Regions from separate parts of the Mus musculus genome. Here all the other regions are linked to region 1. The links are chromatin contacts, called in public Micro-C and promoter capture Hi-C maps. All regions are on one chromosome and are shown on one strand. The core of a region is the stretch at or near the end of the contact, and the rest is flanking DNA. Distances in the headings are between cores, read along the strand shown. Region 1 holds the start of Syt14 (synaptotagmin XIV). Region 2 holds the start of 4930503O07Rik (RIKEN cDNA 4930503O07 gene). Region 3 holds the start of Slc30a1 (solute carrier family 30 (zinc transporter), member 1).

The links. Promoter capture Hi-C pulls out the DNA fragments that hold promoters and counts their contacts. A called contact is a pair of places that touch in the nucleus more often than the background predicts.
Region 2: a contact with region 1 is called in a promoter capture Hi-C map of liver, with 5 times the contacts expected there. The contact joins the promoter of 4930503O07Rik here to the promoter of Syt14 in region 1. A contact is called at or near these places in 2 of 39 promoter capture datasets (the 3T3-L1 cell line and liver).
Region 3: a Micro-C map of embryonic stem cells shows a contact between it and region 1, with 9 times the contacts expected there. The contact joins the promoter of Slc30a1 here to the promoter of Syt14 in region 1. A contact is called at or near these places in 1 of 39 promoter capture datasets (hippocampal neurons), 1 of 484 Hi-C or Micro-C datasets (embryonic stem cells) and 1 of 115 datasets of contacts at active chromatin or transcription factors (embryonic stem cells).

Annotation. Positions count from the first base shown.
Region 1 is chr1:193,033,026-193,038,000 of GRCm38.p6, reverse strand. Syt14 (synaptotagmin XIV) reads left to right here and starts at 2,226. Exons shown (of 8, transcript NM_181546.3): 1 at 2,226-2,378. The coding sequence starts at 2,366.
Region 2 is chr1:194,220,566-194,225,540 of GRCm38.p6, reverse strand. It overlaps 4930503O07Rik (RIKEN cDNA 4930503O07 gene), which reads left to right and starts at 2,782. Exons shown (of 3, transcript NR_040477.1): 1 at 2,782-3,112.
Region 3 is chr1:191,904,897-191,909,871 of GRCm38.p6, reverse strand. Slc30a1 (solute carrier family 30 (zinc transporter), member 1) reads right to left here and starts at 3,091. Exons shown (of 2, transcript NM_009579.3): 1 at 2,259-3,091; 2 at 1-1,021. The coding sequence starts at 2,865. The coding sequence ends at 117. It overlaps 1700034H15Rik (RIKEN cDNA 1700034H15 gene), which reads left to right and starts at 2,345. Exons shown (of 5, transcript NR_030669.1): 1 at 2,345-2,812.

The DNA.
Region 1 (4,975 bases), core at 977-3,476:
TGATGGTATTCCCCCGAGAGAGAAAGAGAGAGAGAGAGAGAGAGAGAGAGAGAGAGAGAGAGAGAATGAGAGAGAGAATGAGAGAGAGAATGAGAGAGCGCTTTAGACTAACCTATAGGTATTTTATAAGAACAGTCATTTAGTTTGATCCTTCAATAACAATTCCTGTTTGTAGATATATGTTTTTGGTGTGTGTTTCTATGCATGTGTGTGCGTTCATGTATGGATAGGTGCATGCATGCATCTGTATCTGTAAGATAGACATGCTGAATGTTTTCCTCAGTGTCTCTCTCTCTCTCTCTCTCTCTCTCTCTCTCTCTCTCTCTCTCTCGGTTTTTTCGAGACAAGGTTTCTCTGTATAGCCCTGGCTGTCCTGGAACTCACTCTGTAGATCAGGCTGGCCTCAAACTCAGAAATTTGCCTGCCCCTGCCTCCCAAGTGCTGAGATTAAAGGTGTGTGCCACCACTGCCCGGCTAGCTCTCTTCTTTGCCTATTTATTTTATTTTATGCATGACCGGTGTCTATGGAGGCTGGAAGAGGATGTCAGATCCCCTAGAATTGGAGTTACAACAGTTGTAAGCTCCCATGTGGATGCTGGGAGCTGAGCCCAGGTCCTCTGCAAAAACAGCAAGTGATCTTCACGGTTGAGACATTTCTCCAGTCTCACCCATCCCCCTTTTTTATTTTTTATTTTTTGAGACAGGCTTTTTCATTGATCTTGGAGTTCATCAGTTAGTCTACACTGGCTTAACAATGAACTTCAAGGATCTGCCTATCTCAGTTCTACAGAGTTAGGATAACAAGCATGCTACTTAAAAAAAAAAAAAGGTGTGGATTGAGCTCAAGCTCTCATGCTTGTGCAACAAGCACTTTATCAACTGATCCATCTCCTCTACCCCTGCAGCCAGTTCTCTATATGATGCCTAGATCAACAGATATTCACTGGACTAGTCAAAACATTAAAGAACAGGGTCAGGGAAAAGTCTCAGAAGGTAAAGATGTTTGCTACCAAGCCTGGCTGACAACCTGATTTTGATCCCTGGAGGTCATATGGTGATGAGAACAAACTTCTGCAAACTGTCTTTTAACCTTCACACGAAGGTCCTGCCCCAATAAATAAGCAAATGTAGAAAAAAAATGTTAAAGAATCGATGCCTATTGAGCATCAATCGACTGAGGGAGAAGTTATATAAAAGCAATGAAAGGCAGTTTCTGCTCTAGATTACAGTCCAACCTCACATAATAAGTGGAAAATATTTTCTTCTTTGTTTCTGTCCTTAATATAGCCACCTGTTCTAGGAGTGACCATCTTCTCCACAAGGAAGAATCACTAATCCCCTATCCTTCTAGGCTCCTCCATCCGGCCTTTAAAGTACCCAAACGAAGCGGGATAAACAGTGGAGAGGGGCTGATTAGGTAGCTAGTTTGCTCGGGGTTGGCTTTTGGGTGTTCACATGCTCAAGGGCTTGCAAACTTAAAAATGGGTACATGACATGCATTTCAGGCCCTTTGTCAAGACGTCTGTGCAACACCTACAATTGTGTGGCTTCAAATGTGTGCTTGCAATGCATAGACAAATGGGGAACTCGTTCCTCCAAGGAGGCATCAGGCTCCTGTGGAGTTGGGTCACATTAGAAATGAGGCTGAAGAGAGAGAGGGAAGGAGGGAGAGACAGAGACTATCCTCACGATCCCTCTTTCTGGTTTGCTGTGCCACGAAGCTGTCTCTACTGGCTGGCTGAAATCTGAGGTGAGTGTTCAGGCAAACCAAACCAAACTGAATAGATCTTCGCTGAGAGGGAATCTGGCACCTCCTGGGTGCGGAGACCTGTCCGTGGTCCTGACCGCTTGTCCAGCCGCTCTGGAAGCCTGGTGAAGGCTGGCTGCTGAGGCTGCTCTCTGCTCTGTCTGCACCTGTTGGGAACGCCCGCCTGAGACCCTGCACTGGCTGGGGGAGAGGGGGTTGGGGGAGGTGAGGGCGTGGCCAGCAAGAGGCGGGCGTGGCGGGTCAGGGTGGTAGGCGGGGTTGTGGATATTTCGGGGGCGGGGCCTGGGAAGGTAGATGGGAATGGGTTAAGTCGAGGTTGTGGGCCAAACTATAGTTGTTGCGAGGGGCGGGGCCTAGAGGGGCCGGGGGCGGGGCGGTGTCACGTGCCGACGGTGCGCGACCGTGGAAGGTTCCGCTTCCTGCGCCGCCTGCTCCGGAGCTTCGACCCCACCCCGCCGCCCCGCCCCAGCTCCTGGAGGCCCAGCTGCCTGGCCCCGGGGCGTTCCCGCCCCTCTGGCCCGAGGCCTAAGAAGAGCAAGCTCCAGCACTTACCCCCGCTCTCCCTGCGTGGTTGGTGCGGTCCATGGCGAGCGCATCATGGCGATCGAAGGTAAGTGGAAGGCAAGCGATGCGCGGAGAAGACGCCCCGCGAGCGAGCGCAGGGCCCAGGAGGCCGAGGTGCGGGTTGCGGGTCCGGACTGTAAGGGAAGCTAATGCGGGACACCGGCCTAGGCGCGGCGTGCGGCCCTCGCGAGCACTGGCCTACACACTTTGGGCGCTGAGGTACCGAGTGAGATGCTCAGGCACTAAGGCTCTGAAGTACTGAGTGAGATGCTCAGGTACTAAGGCTCTGAAGTACTGAGTGAGATGCTCAGGTACTAAGGCGCTGAGGTACTTAGACGCCAACTCGCTCAGTCTCTGAGGTGATAATGAGGCGCTGAGGTTCTGAGGCACAGAGGAGACTTAGGTACTTAGACACTGAGGTGCTGAGTCTCTGAGGTAAATGAGGCGCTGAGGTTCTGAGGCACTGAGGAGACTCAGTTACTAAGGCGCTGAGGTACTGAGTGAGATGCTCAGGTACTAGGGCGCTGAGATACCGAGATGCTGAGGTGAATGAGGCTCTGAGGTATTGAGAAGCGCCGTGCTGTTCGGCAGCGGGAGGCTGCCCTTGTGGGATCCGCTCATCCTGCTGCTCCTGTCGGGCTTTCTGGGCCGATGATAACCACGCTGTCCCCTTCGGTTGACGGGTATAGGGGGGCCAGGACATCTTCGTGAGGTCAACCCTCTTATCTGACCCTCACAATTGCTTTTTTCCGGGGAGAGGCAAATGCCTATTTATGACAAACGCACCCAGAAGATTGGCAACAGAAATGTTTCACAAGTAGCTTGATTCGAATTGGGTAAGGTAAGTGGTACCGATGTGTATTTTCCTCTTATTCTGAGAGCATGGAGTTGGAGTGGAGTGGAATTTGCCTTGCTTTTAAGGAGCATATTGTGCAGTTAGTATCACACAGGTGTGATGCTTACAGCATCTTGTTTTCCATTTTAGATGAGCTCAGTACAAAAAAAAGGATTTCCAAAACTTCCCTGCGTGACCTGTACAGAGTACCTGTAGCTGAATCATTACTTGCCTACATTTAATGTGTTCCCCCTCGCACAGTAATTCCCTTAGGTGACTGGTCTCTGTTAGTATACACGCCTGGGGGCTTCTTTAGGATCCAGCCACCAAACTCCAGAATTAACTCAGCTGTGTGTTTCATGTTTACTTCAATTTAGAGATTAAGTACGGGACACATTGACATGATTTGCTAAGATGATGGAGAATAAAATCTACCTGTAATCGTTGATGTTCAGAACAGCATGTTCAACCCTTATTCTTCTCAGTACTGTTTATTAGAGCTGGAATTAGGGAGTGAAATTCACTGGTTGACGTAGAATGCTTTATTTTGTCAACAACTTTGTGGAAGGATTTCTTGTAAAGTCATACAAATATAATTTTAAGCAGATGATGAAGGATTAACCCAGTTAGGATTCAAATATGATCTCATAATTTGTAATTTCTTATTGTCCAAGTTTTCTTTAGGCATACATACCTTCTCCTGGCAGCCAAATGTTAGAGCATTTTGCTCAGTGTTTTGTATCTTTAAATAATTGGGTTTTCTAAAGATTCTCTGTATGCTTTTTGTTTTCTTTTGTTTTGTTTTAGTTTTGATAGCATGGTACATGCCAGGAAGTACCACTGAACTATACCCCCAGCTTATTATTATACCTATAGATTTTTTAAAAAGGTTTTCAAGATACAAATATCAACACTTAGGCTTTCTCTGGTTTGCCAAGGAAAATGTAGTTAATATATTTCAAATAAAGGTTAAGTCAGTCTAACTATGCTTCTTAGCACTTACTAAAATAGATTCTGTTTATATATACCATCCCTACTTTCCTCACCTTTGAGTAGAATCTTAATTACTCAGTGTGGTAATACCATAAGCCAATGTTTCTTTGAAGACCTGCTTGGTGGTCATAACGCTAATTGATAAAGAATGACATAGTTACTTAGTAGAAATAATTTATATACAGTTCATTCACCTTTTAACTCAATGAACATTTGTTGTATATCAGGAATAGACAATATTCTGAAATAGACTTTGTGGGATCCTCTCTGTTAGAATTTATGTTTTGGTGGAACAGATAATTGTGAGCATGGTTGCAGTATAGTGTATACACCAAGAAATAGGCCATGCATGCTTCCTTTGTGTAAAAACATTCAGTGGTGCTGACTTCAAACTTAATTTTGAGATAATAAATGTTATACCCTTAAGGTCTTTATATTTGGGATGAAGTTCTGTATTGTCAAATCTGCTATTCAGCAACTTTACTCTAACTCCATCCTATTTTTCTTTTCTAAAACAATAATTTAAATACAGTCTGTGTGTGTGTGTGTGTGTGTAAGATCTCTTCCATTTGAAGACAACAACCATATGCTCCTTTGCTTTAAAAATTGAAATATAGTGATGGACAATTTTATTCCACTTGTATATTGAAGCTGTTATAACCTTGCGTAATTTTATAAATGTAGCTTACTATTAGAATGACCTTTTTTCTGTAACTTCTTGTGGGTTCAAATGAGATTGTATTCAACCAAAAACTATACACTGTTTTACTTGGATTACTCGCTCTCTAGCTATGTCTGCAGTCCTTTGCAAAACT
Region 2 (4,975 bases), core at 1,533-4,032, 1.2 Mb before region 1:
GTCCCCCAAGCACAAAAATATTTACCCAGAATGTCTGGTTCATAACCAACCCTTTAACAAGGTTTGTGAATGAACATGAGATCTTGCTGCCCATGTTCATAGAGGCATACATGCTTCTACAACTTGCACACATGAGTGTGGGGTCTCCAGATCTGGGGTCTAGCACCAACACAGTGCTATCATCTTGGCTGGCTCTGAACACATCTTCTCAACGTGCTGTGTGAAGACTGACAGGGGAAGGAGCTCCCTGGTTCCTCTGAGTGTCGAAGATCAAGAGGAGGGAGACCAGCATAAGATGAAAATCTTCTGGCTTTTCATTTCCCTCAAGAACAGACTGGGGAACAGTGTGTTCCCCCACAGTGGAGGTTACCAGACTTCCTAAATTCTGAGTAGAAAAGGGGGTATCTTTGTGAACTGAAACAGACTGCAATTCATTCATGAGGAAAGAACTCAACATATTGCCTGATAGGGATCTGGGGTAGGAATGAGCCCAGAAATGCTTCTCTGTTGTCTTCCTTGGGTAAAGAGCAGGCTGAGGCATAGGCATGAGCTTGAGAAGATGCAGCACATGTGACCTGTTCGGCTCATCCCTCAGTGCAGCACCAGGAGCAGTCTAGTCCCCTCTTTCTCTGACCCCCTCCCAATTCTTAGAGGCAGTACCACAGAGCTTACATCCTGCTTGATTTCCTATCTAGGACTCATCTGGCACCAGAGGCAGCCTATATTGGAGGAAGGGAAATCTCTTTCCAACCTCCATGTATAAAAGCTCTGAATATGATTTCAGAGAACTCAGTAGAGAGGATGTCTGTGTAGAAAGACTCCTATTCCTGTCTGTCTTCAATCAAAGAAACCAATTTTTACAGCCCCCCTAAATATGGATATAGCTTTTTCCTTTATAAATACATATTTTTTATTTATCAAGCAAATATCTGAAAAAAAAACATCCCCAATTGCTATTGCAGCCTACAAGTCCAGGCCTCCAATGGCAATATCTCCCTTTCTAAACTCAATCCCACAGGATTGCAACTCAGCCTAAGATTACCCTGGGATGATACAGGTTGCTGAGAGCACTGTCCTCCAGCATCTACCTGAGAGGATGAAATGAAGTAGATGATAGGTAGATTGGAGTATGTTTCATGATTGTGGGGGTAGGGGGGAGGTGGCTCAGTCACTAAACACTTAGACCTTACCCTGACTGTGCAGGCCTATAATCCTAGGGCTGGGTTGGCAAAGACAAGGACATTCCTGATACTTGCTAGGCAACCAGGCTAGCCAAATCAATGAGCTCCAGATTCTGTGAAAAAACCATTCCTCAAAATACAAGGTGAACAGCCCCTGAGCTTTAAAGACACAGGGCGTTGACCTTGGCCTCCACACATATGCATAGACATGTGGATCACACACCCTCCCCATGGACACACACAAACATGCTTAAATGTATGCTCACAAGAGTAGGTCAGAGGATTTCAGACACAGAGCTTTCAACCTCTGTGAGAAACTAGAGTCTCTAATGGTTGCTGAGTAAGTAAATAGTGGATCCCCCCCTCCCCTACTTTCAAACACTCTTTTCATTCAGCTGTCTGATGGCCCTATTGGCTAATTCATTTCCTTCCCCAAAGACTGCTGAATATTTAAAGCAGGAACTTTAGATGTGCCCAGTGACTTCACATCGCCGTTATATCTGGCTTAATTTCTTCTTACAAGTCCTGTTCTGATACCCTCTCCTCTCCTGTATTCCCAGGTGCCTCATCAACCCAGCTGCTGGACTCAGCCCCTCCTCTCCATAGTTGGCTCATGGCAATTCTTTCTGAGACCTTCACACAGACCCTTTGATTTGTCCATTGACAGAGAATTTTGGAGATAAATTTTCAGGTAGAATAAACTTGCTCATAACTCAAAGCTATTTATGTAAATTCAGCTCCAAACACTGGCCTGATTTTCCAGCAAAAACTCAGATGTAGGATGGACTAGATACGTCTCTTTTAAGTCTCTAAATGCCCACATATTTTCCTGAGGTCAGCAAATGGTTGACTTGAAGGGGAGATATTGTGATTTGTGCTCAAGAAACTTAAGTTATGAGTGATCATAGCTTCATCTTTAAAACGGAAATAATGATTACATCAACTTTCATGGGGCTGGTGTGAGAATTAAAATGTGGTACTATTTGTAACTGTTTTTTTACAACACTATAAGCATAAGACATATTGTTCGTGCTGGTTGGAGGCAGATGTCTTGACAGGAAATCTCTGGAGGTCGCTCTCAGTGTAAACATCCCATGATTCTCTGCCTCAGACAGGGAGATGAACTGCTGCAGCTGCTGCCCTTAGCAACGGGCCAGCTGAGCGGCAGGCTGCACTTCACAATGGCGGCCGCTAGATGGCACGTCCCTTGAAAAACTTCTGCTGCCACAGAACATCTGGATTCTTACAGAGGAAGCTTCTCAAAGGGCATGTAGTTAATGTGGAAGAAACCTGGAGTCCCATCTCCACGGCGACAGAAGCCCTATTCAAGGATCAGAAGTACTCTGAAATACACATAAAAACGAGGGACACCACCCTTTCTTGCTTATTGGTACATTGACATTTTCTTCGTTCCGCTGTAGGGCTCAGAGATGCACTGGTACCCCATGAGGCATCTGGAAAAAGGCAACTAACTTGTTTATCTGAATTCCTCAAAAGGAGAGCAGCGTGATGAAAAATGAATGCCACCAATTATTACACAACAATGTAAGTGTCTAATTCCTCAGCCAGTAACCTCTCTTTAGCACTCCAGCAGTGCTTCAGCCGGCCATGTAAGGAGCTACCCTCAGTCTACCCTCAGGGAGATTCCCATATCAACTATGGCATCTTGGGCAGTCACATCCTGTATGCTCATAGGATCTGCATCACAGAGGTACATGGAGTCATCAGATACACAGGATGAGAACTACCTGTGAGGGCTTTTGTTAGGACCTTCCAGTCAGTCCATTTATTTGTTCTATTTCACTTGATCTTCAGTTGCACTTCCTGCACTCTCAAGTGCAGGAACCCTAAGGTGGCATTTTTCGCAGAGAGAACAACTGTGATAAAAGTCCATCTGTGACCTAAGAGAAGCACCGAGAACAGCAAGGAGGGTATGCTGTGCCTAACATATGCATGTGTCTTATATCTAAGAGTCCTGTCATCCTAGAAAGCCTTTGGACCTGATCTGTTAGAATTTCTAGGTGGAAGCCAAGTCTGTTCAACCTATTTCCTTCTCTAACTTAAGGTTCCCTATTTGGTTTTAACTCAGTAAATATAACTGCCACTTTTCTAACATTGATTAGTGGGAGGAAATGATCTAGATAAACTCCTGGAAAACTTGTGTTTAGTATGTCATACTTTTAAGATTTAGCTATGTAAATGTGTATGCTGGATATAGATGTATATGCATATGTATATGACGTATATGTATATGTATATGATGTATATGCATATGATGTATATGTGTATGTGTATGTGTATATGTATATGATGTATATGTATATGCATATGTATATGATGTATATGTATGTTGTATATATGTATGTGATGTATATATATATATGCATATGTTTATGATGTATATGTATATGTGTAGACACATACATACATGTGCTCATGGAGACAGTCACTGCACGTCTGTGGCCAGAATTACAGGCAGTATGAGCTGCCAAATGTGGGTCCTGGGAAATTAACACAGACTCTTTGCAAAAGGAGCAAGAACTCTGAGTCATCTCTCCAGTCCTATCTAGTATTCTATTAAAAATAATGATAATAATGAACAATACCTCTTAATTAGCAAGAGGAAAGTGAAATAAGAATAGATTTTCCATTTTCTTTGTTAAGTTTTTCAGAAACTGAAAATATGTGGGGTGGCAATATGAACAGCACTGGACAAAGATTTGTTTAATGAGCTTGGTTCTAACCATAAGCTTTGTATTAAAGAGGTCTTGGAAAGAGTTACTATCATTTTCATCCAAGTCAGAAATAAGAAATAGAAACTAAGAAAATAGATGTAACTTACCATATTCTCTGAACAGCAGTGAACAGTGCCTGTTTCTAAAACTTTCCTAAAGCCAGACTCTCTGGAAACATTGTGTAATTTCTTTTGGGAACTCACAAGTGGGACTATATACGTTTTGTGACCTTTTATAAATTATTACTTTTCTTAAAAACAACAACAAAAAAGGCAGGTAAAAAAGTCTCCTCAAGTCCTGTCTCAAACCAAGAGTTGAGAAGACCAAAGCTTCTTGTGCAACTATCGAGAAGTTCCCTATAAGGACTTGACCTCTAAGACTGGACGCTAGGTGGGAAAGAGATTATTACAGCCTCAGGGGGTTCCTGTGCTAGGGTTATGTCTGCATTAGTGTTTTATCTATGACTGACAGAGGAGAGAGAAATATGGAGACACACATAAGGAAAGTTACTTAGAGAAGAGTAAGGTTGGAAGTGGCTATAAATGGAGTCTAGAGTGGGATCATTTTCCCTCTACTAGGCTTGTGTTTGCTTTACAGACTTTCAGGGAACACAAATTTGGGTTATCTACTCTTCTCAGTGATGGGGACCCTGCTCACGATCTAGAGCTAGGTGTGAATGACCACCATTGCTGTCAAGCAAACTTGTACCTGTCCCTTTGTTCTTTCTCACCAAGATGGACGAGAGTCCTCTGAGGGACTTAAGAGAATTTCCCAGGTGTCAAAATGCAAAATCTGAGTTGAGTTCACCTCTTTTAACTATTTCAAATATATGAAAATAATTCCCATAATTCACATGCATTCTATTTTTATTTTTCCCTTTTTATTCTAGCCCTTTGTAGAATTAACCCTATAAAACCCAAAAATGCACAAATGGGTTTAAAAATTCTAAGATCCTCTGATTAGCTTGTACATACGGGAATAATTGTTGTTCATGGCTGGATTTCTTCAGAAAGCTGAAAGCTTGGTTTGAACAGAGACCTAATAGGAGCTGGATTTGAA
Region 3 (4,975 bases), core at 1,842-4,341, 1.1 Mb after region 1:
CTGTGCGACCAGACAAGGACTTCAATTACACTACTTGGCAAACTTAGTATTTCAATGGAGTCTATTTTCTCTTGCAGTTTAAAAGCAAAAGTCAAATATCACATCTTTTTCAAGACTCACAAAGATGATTCGGGCTGTTTGTTTGGCACGTTTTTAATCTCTATCACCACAGCAGGGAGACTGCCTTCAGCTTTAGTCCTCCTGGCCTTCTTCTCTAGATTCTCACTGAGTTCTAAACAAGAAATGCTAACTGTTGGCGCCTTCTCTGCATCCTTCCCAGAATGCACCTGTGGCCGTGTCCCGCAGCACTGCTTCAGGGCACACTGAGTTCTGCAGGCGAGCTCACACGGGAGCACACTTGACTTAGAGCCGACGCTAGCGAATTCAGGCTGGATGGTGGTAGCGTGGATTCCATGATTATGAAAGACATCTTTAATGGTCTTGGCCACCTGCATGTAGGAAGCGGGGTCCTCACATTTTATGTGGGCAGTGGCGATGATCCTGCTTCCCGCCAGCTGCCAGACATGTAGCTCATGGACTTCCTCAACGCCGTCAACGTCTCGAAGCTCTTTCACCAAGTGTTTGATATCGATTTGCTTAGGGACAGTTTGTAGAAGAATGAGAGCAGACTCCTTGAGCAATGGGTAAGTCGTGTACAGAAGTATACAAACCATTATAATACAAAGGGTTGGGTCTAGGTAGAGCACCCAGCATGGGCCAGCGTCACGCATCGGGGCCTGGGTGCTGTTAATTATCTCTACAGACGATTTGCAGGGATCAGGAAAACACGGGTTCGTACAAAAGTCGTCTTCAGTACAACCCTTCCAGTTAAAGTAAAAGACCAAGGCATTCACGACCACGATCACGGAGCCCAAGGCATCTCCAAGGACGTGCAGAAACACTCCTCGCATATTCAGCTGCCCAGCCCTGTTGTCTTCCGCTTCCAGATTGTCAGACTCCTGGATGAGATTCCCATTTACTTGTACATCCACTGGGTCATCACTTCTCAATTTTTCTGGCTCTACAACAAAACAATACAATTTTCACTAAGCACATTTAAAGTGTCCACAGAAACATCTTGTCTGGCAGTGAGTGAGTTTAAACTTGTTTCATAAAGCTGTGACAATGACAGTGTGCTGAGAGCAACCCACAGTGAGCTAGCCCTGGGTCCCGCCAGTACCCAACAGCGGAGAGTCCACTGTGTCACTGGGCTACTGCTCCTTGTTCCTTCCCACCTCTCACCTGCCCTCACTGCTGGGATGGGGTCGTGTAAACACTGCGTCACCTCTCTGAAACATACAAGAGAAACAAAACTCTAGGCAATCAGTAAGCATCACTGAAGGGATGTCCTCTGACAGGAACAAACCTGATGTGAGGGTCTCTGTCAGTGGCACTAGACAGACTGAGAAAAGCAGCTCTAACGTAAAATCATCGTCAAGAACATAAAACATAGCGTCTTTGTAGAAGGGTTCACAAACTGACAAATCAACAACCTGGGTCTATTGCTGGGGGTGCAGGCCTTGACCCCAGAGAGACATGCAGGAGGTAATCTGTGAGTTTGAGGCCGGCCTGTCCTACAGAGTGAGTTCCAGGACAGCCAGGGCTATCCTGAGAAACCCGTCTAGAGGAACCAAAAACAAACCAACAAAACAACCTGAAGCTATCAACAAAGTTGGAAGTCAACAATCACTAAGTAACCTGAAAGTTCCCGTCAGAGGGCACACCTGAGGAGCTTCTCTTTCTCCTTTCCCACGCACCACCTGAACTTCCAAACATGTTCCTATGCATTGGAGAAGGTAAGCTGCCTCCGTAAGTAACCTAACCAGATACAAGTGGCAAGAAAAACTGGAAGATACACACAATGTTAACATCGAGGGTGGTAGGTTCTTTCTCATTTCTTTTCAACACTTACCTTCCAAATTACCATCAAGCACACGTGCTCAAGATGAAAAACGCTCGTTAAAACCACGAGAGTAATACATCACCACTGGGTCGAGCACCATTATGCCAACCCGAGGAGGTGAGGGTGCAACGTGCCTTGGCAGGTCCCTAAACAGTGATTTTCCGGATTAGGTGGTCGGTTCAGGGAAACACACACTCCCGTTCACAAAGGCCGCCTTTAACCAGGGCCCACACACCCCCAGCACATCATTATCAAACTTGTTCAGTGGGCACGAAACCACCGCGCACCTGGGCGCGGGGCGTGGCACCCACCGCGGTCGCCAGGGGGCGCCTGTCCCGAACACTGTGGCGCTCACCTGCCTGGTCCGCCTTCAGCCCGTTGGAATTGCTGGTGTTGGCCACCAGCGTGTTGGTCTCCTCCTGGTCCGGCGCCCGGCCCGGCGGCGCGCCCGCCTCGACCCCCGCGCGGCCCGCCTTGCGCGCGCCCTTGGCGAGGTGGCCGTGGCCGTGGCCGTGCGAGTGGCCGTGGCCCGCGCCCTGGCCCTCGCCGCTGTGATGGTGGAACAGACAGAGCCCCAGCACGTTGACCAGCAGCCCCGCCACGCCGACGCTCAGCACCACGAGCGGCTGCTGCATCTCATGCGGCTCGATGAAGCGCTCGACGGCTTCCAGCAGGATGGCGAAGCACAGCCCCGTGAGGAAGATGGCGTTCACCAGTGCGCCCATCACCTCAGCGCGGATCCAGCCGAACGTGTTCTTCTGCGTGGCGTGAGTCCTCCGGGCGAAGCGCTCGGCCACCAGCGCCACTACGAGCGCCAGCACGTCCGACAGCATGTGGAAGGAGTCGGACAGCATGGCGAGCGACGCGGTCACCCGGCTCACCACCACCTCCAGCACCATGAACATGAAGGTCAGCAGCAGCATGCACAGCAGCCGGCCGCGGTTGCGGCCCCAGCAGCCCATGGCGGCGGCCTGAGGCTCGGCGCTGACGCGGGAACGGGAGCGGCGCTGTGGGGAAACCGCCGGCCGCGCAGCTACTCAAGCGCCGGCGCTCGGCTGGGCTGGCGAGGCGGAGGGCGCGGCGGGCCACTGCGTGCCGAGGGGCTGCCGAGCATCGGACCGAAGCGCTCGGGAGACGGCGTCCGCGGCGACTGCGCTCGGCCCGGAGGCGTCCGCCGTCTTCGCCCCCCCTCCTTTGCAGACGGTTTACAAAAAAACTTTGCTTTGCACTCGGAACCCCCGTTTTCACACGGACCCGAGCGTGACAAGGCCCCGGTGCCCCGCCCCCCAGGCCCGGCTCGCCTCCCCATTGGCCAGAGCTGCCTCACGACAGCCCCGGCGTCCCGCCCTTCCTCGGCCTCTATTGGCTAGCGCGGCGGAGGGGCGGGAGGGGGCGGGGCGCGGCCGCGGGAGCTGGGGGCGGGGCCTGTGCACTGGGGAGCCGGGCGTGGGCCGGGGGCCGCGGCCGGGTGCAGCGGCGGGCGGTACGGGGGAGGGTGGGCGCGGGCCGCGTGCAGCGGTGGGCAGGCGGCAGGGCGGTGGCGCCGAGCCCTGGGGCGCAGTGAGCAGTTGCCGCTTCCCGCGGTGCGGGTTCCGGGCCGCGGTTCCCCTTTGCCGGCCCGGCCGCCCCAGACTTTGATCCTGGGAGCTGGGTGCACGTGGGGGCGGCTGGGTGACAGGTCGGCGCCCAGGAGGGGCGGGGAGTGTGGGCTGTGCGGACGGCGGCGGGGGCGCGGCCGCGGCCGAGTGAGGAGCTGAGTTAGGAACTGGTTGCTAGCAGCACAACCTTAGCCTCAGGAACACTTTCCATCCAGGGGTCACCCGCACGGCCACCCCCCACCCCTCCCCAGGGCAACCGTGTGAAGTCAGCTTGTCGCTGACACTCTTAAAGTGTGGAGTGCTGACTTGGGGCGGGAGCCTGCTGCGTGACTTGGGCAAGTCACCTAATCTCGCTACACCTGTTTCTTCATCAATACAGGGAAGGGTTGGGCAAGTGGAACTCTTCTGCTTCCTTCTAGCTAAAATTCCAAGGCTCTGTGATTTCACACTATTTATAGGTTTTTAAACCTCCGAACCCTTGTGTGGGCTGTTTGGAGGGGGAGGGGCGACCAGAATACAAAAGAAGATGGTGGGGAGGCACGAGGAACCAAACACCCTTGCTGAGTTGGCTAAAACTCTATGGAGTTCGTCCTCCAAGCGAGAACAGTGGATGTGTGCACATCTATGTGGGTAAAGCCCCCCACACCCCAATGGAGGCTATAATCATCAGAGAGGCCTCTGTTGAGTCGCCAAACCTGCCTTTCGAAGGACCCTCTGGGTACCAGCTATTGCATTGAGATATTCATGGCCCACTGTGTTCTTTTGCATGAAAAAAATTTCCTTTTGGCTTTTCTGAACAGTTTCTGTGAGTAAACCCTGGCTGTGCTGGAACTCCCTCTTTAGACCAGGCTGTCCTTGAACTCAGAGATACAGCTGCTTCTGCCTTCTGAGTGCTGGGATTAAGGTGTTCGCCACCACCGCTCAGCGGAAAATCCTATTCCAAGATTGCCTCTCACTTTGTACACCTTGTTCTCATCCCAGCACCCAGACTGGAAAGCTAGGCGGGTAAGAGAATAAATAGAACCTGGTGACGGACTGGGTATTGGGCGGCAAGAGAGCTAAAGGGGAGGATTAACAGGTATGTTTCGAAGCCGGTGAGGGAAATCCTGCCTTAAGTGGCATTTCTTGGGAAATGGGAAAACAGTGAAATCCACTTTGAGATGCTGAATTTGAATAAGCATGATAGCAGGGCTTAGATTGGACTCTGGAACTCCAGTAGTCACCCCATGCGCACAAAGTGGGAAGCACAGCTTCAAACTTTCTCCCAGCCTGCCTATATAGAAGTCTAAATTTGGAAGGCACTTAAAGTATCCTTAAGTCACTGGGCAGCTGGGGACCGTTTTGCCTCCTACAATGGCCCTTTATTGAGACAGATTCCTTTAAAACAGTGGTTCTCAACCTTCCTAATGCTACCCTTTCATTGCTACTTCACAATGATTTTGCTACTGTTACGAATCTGAATGTAAATATCTGT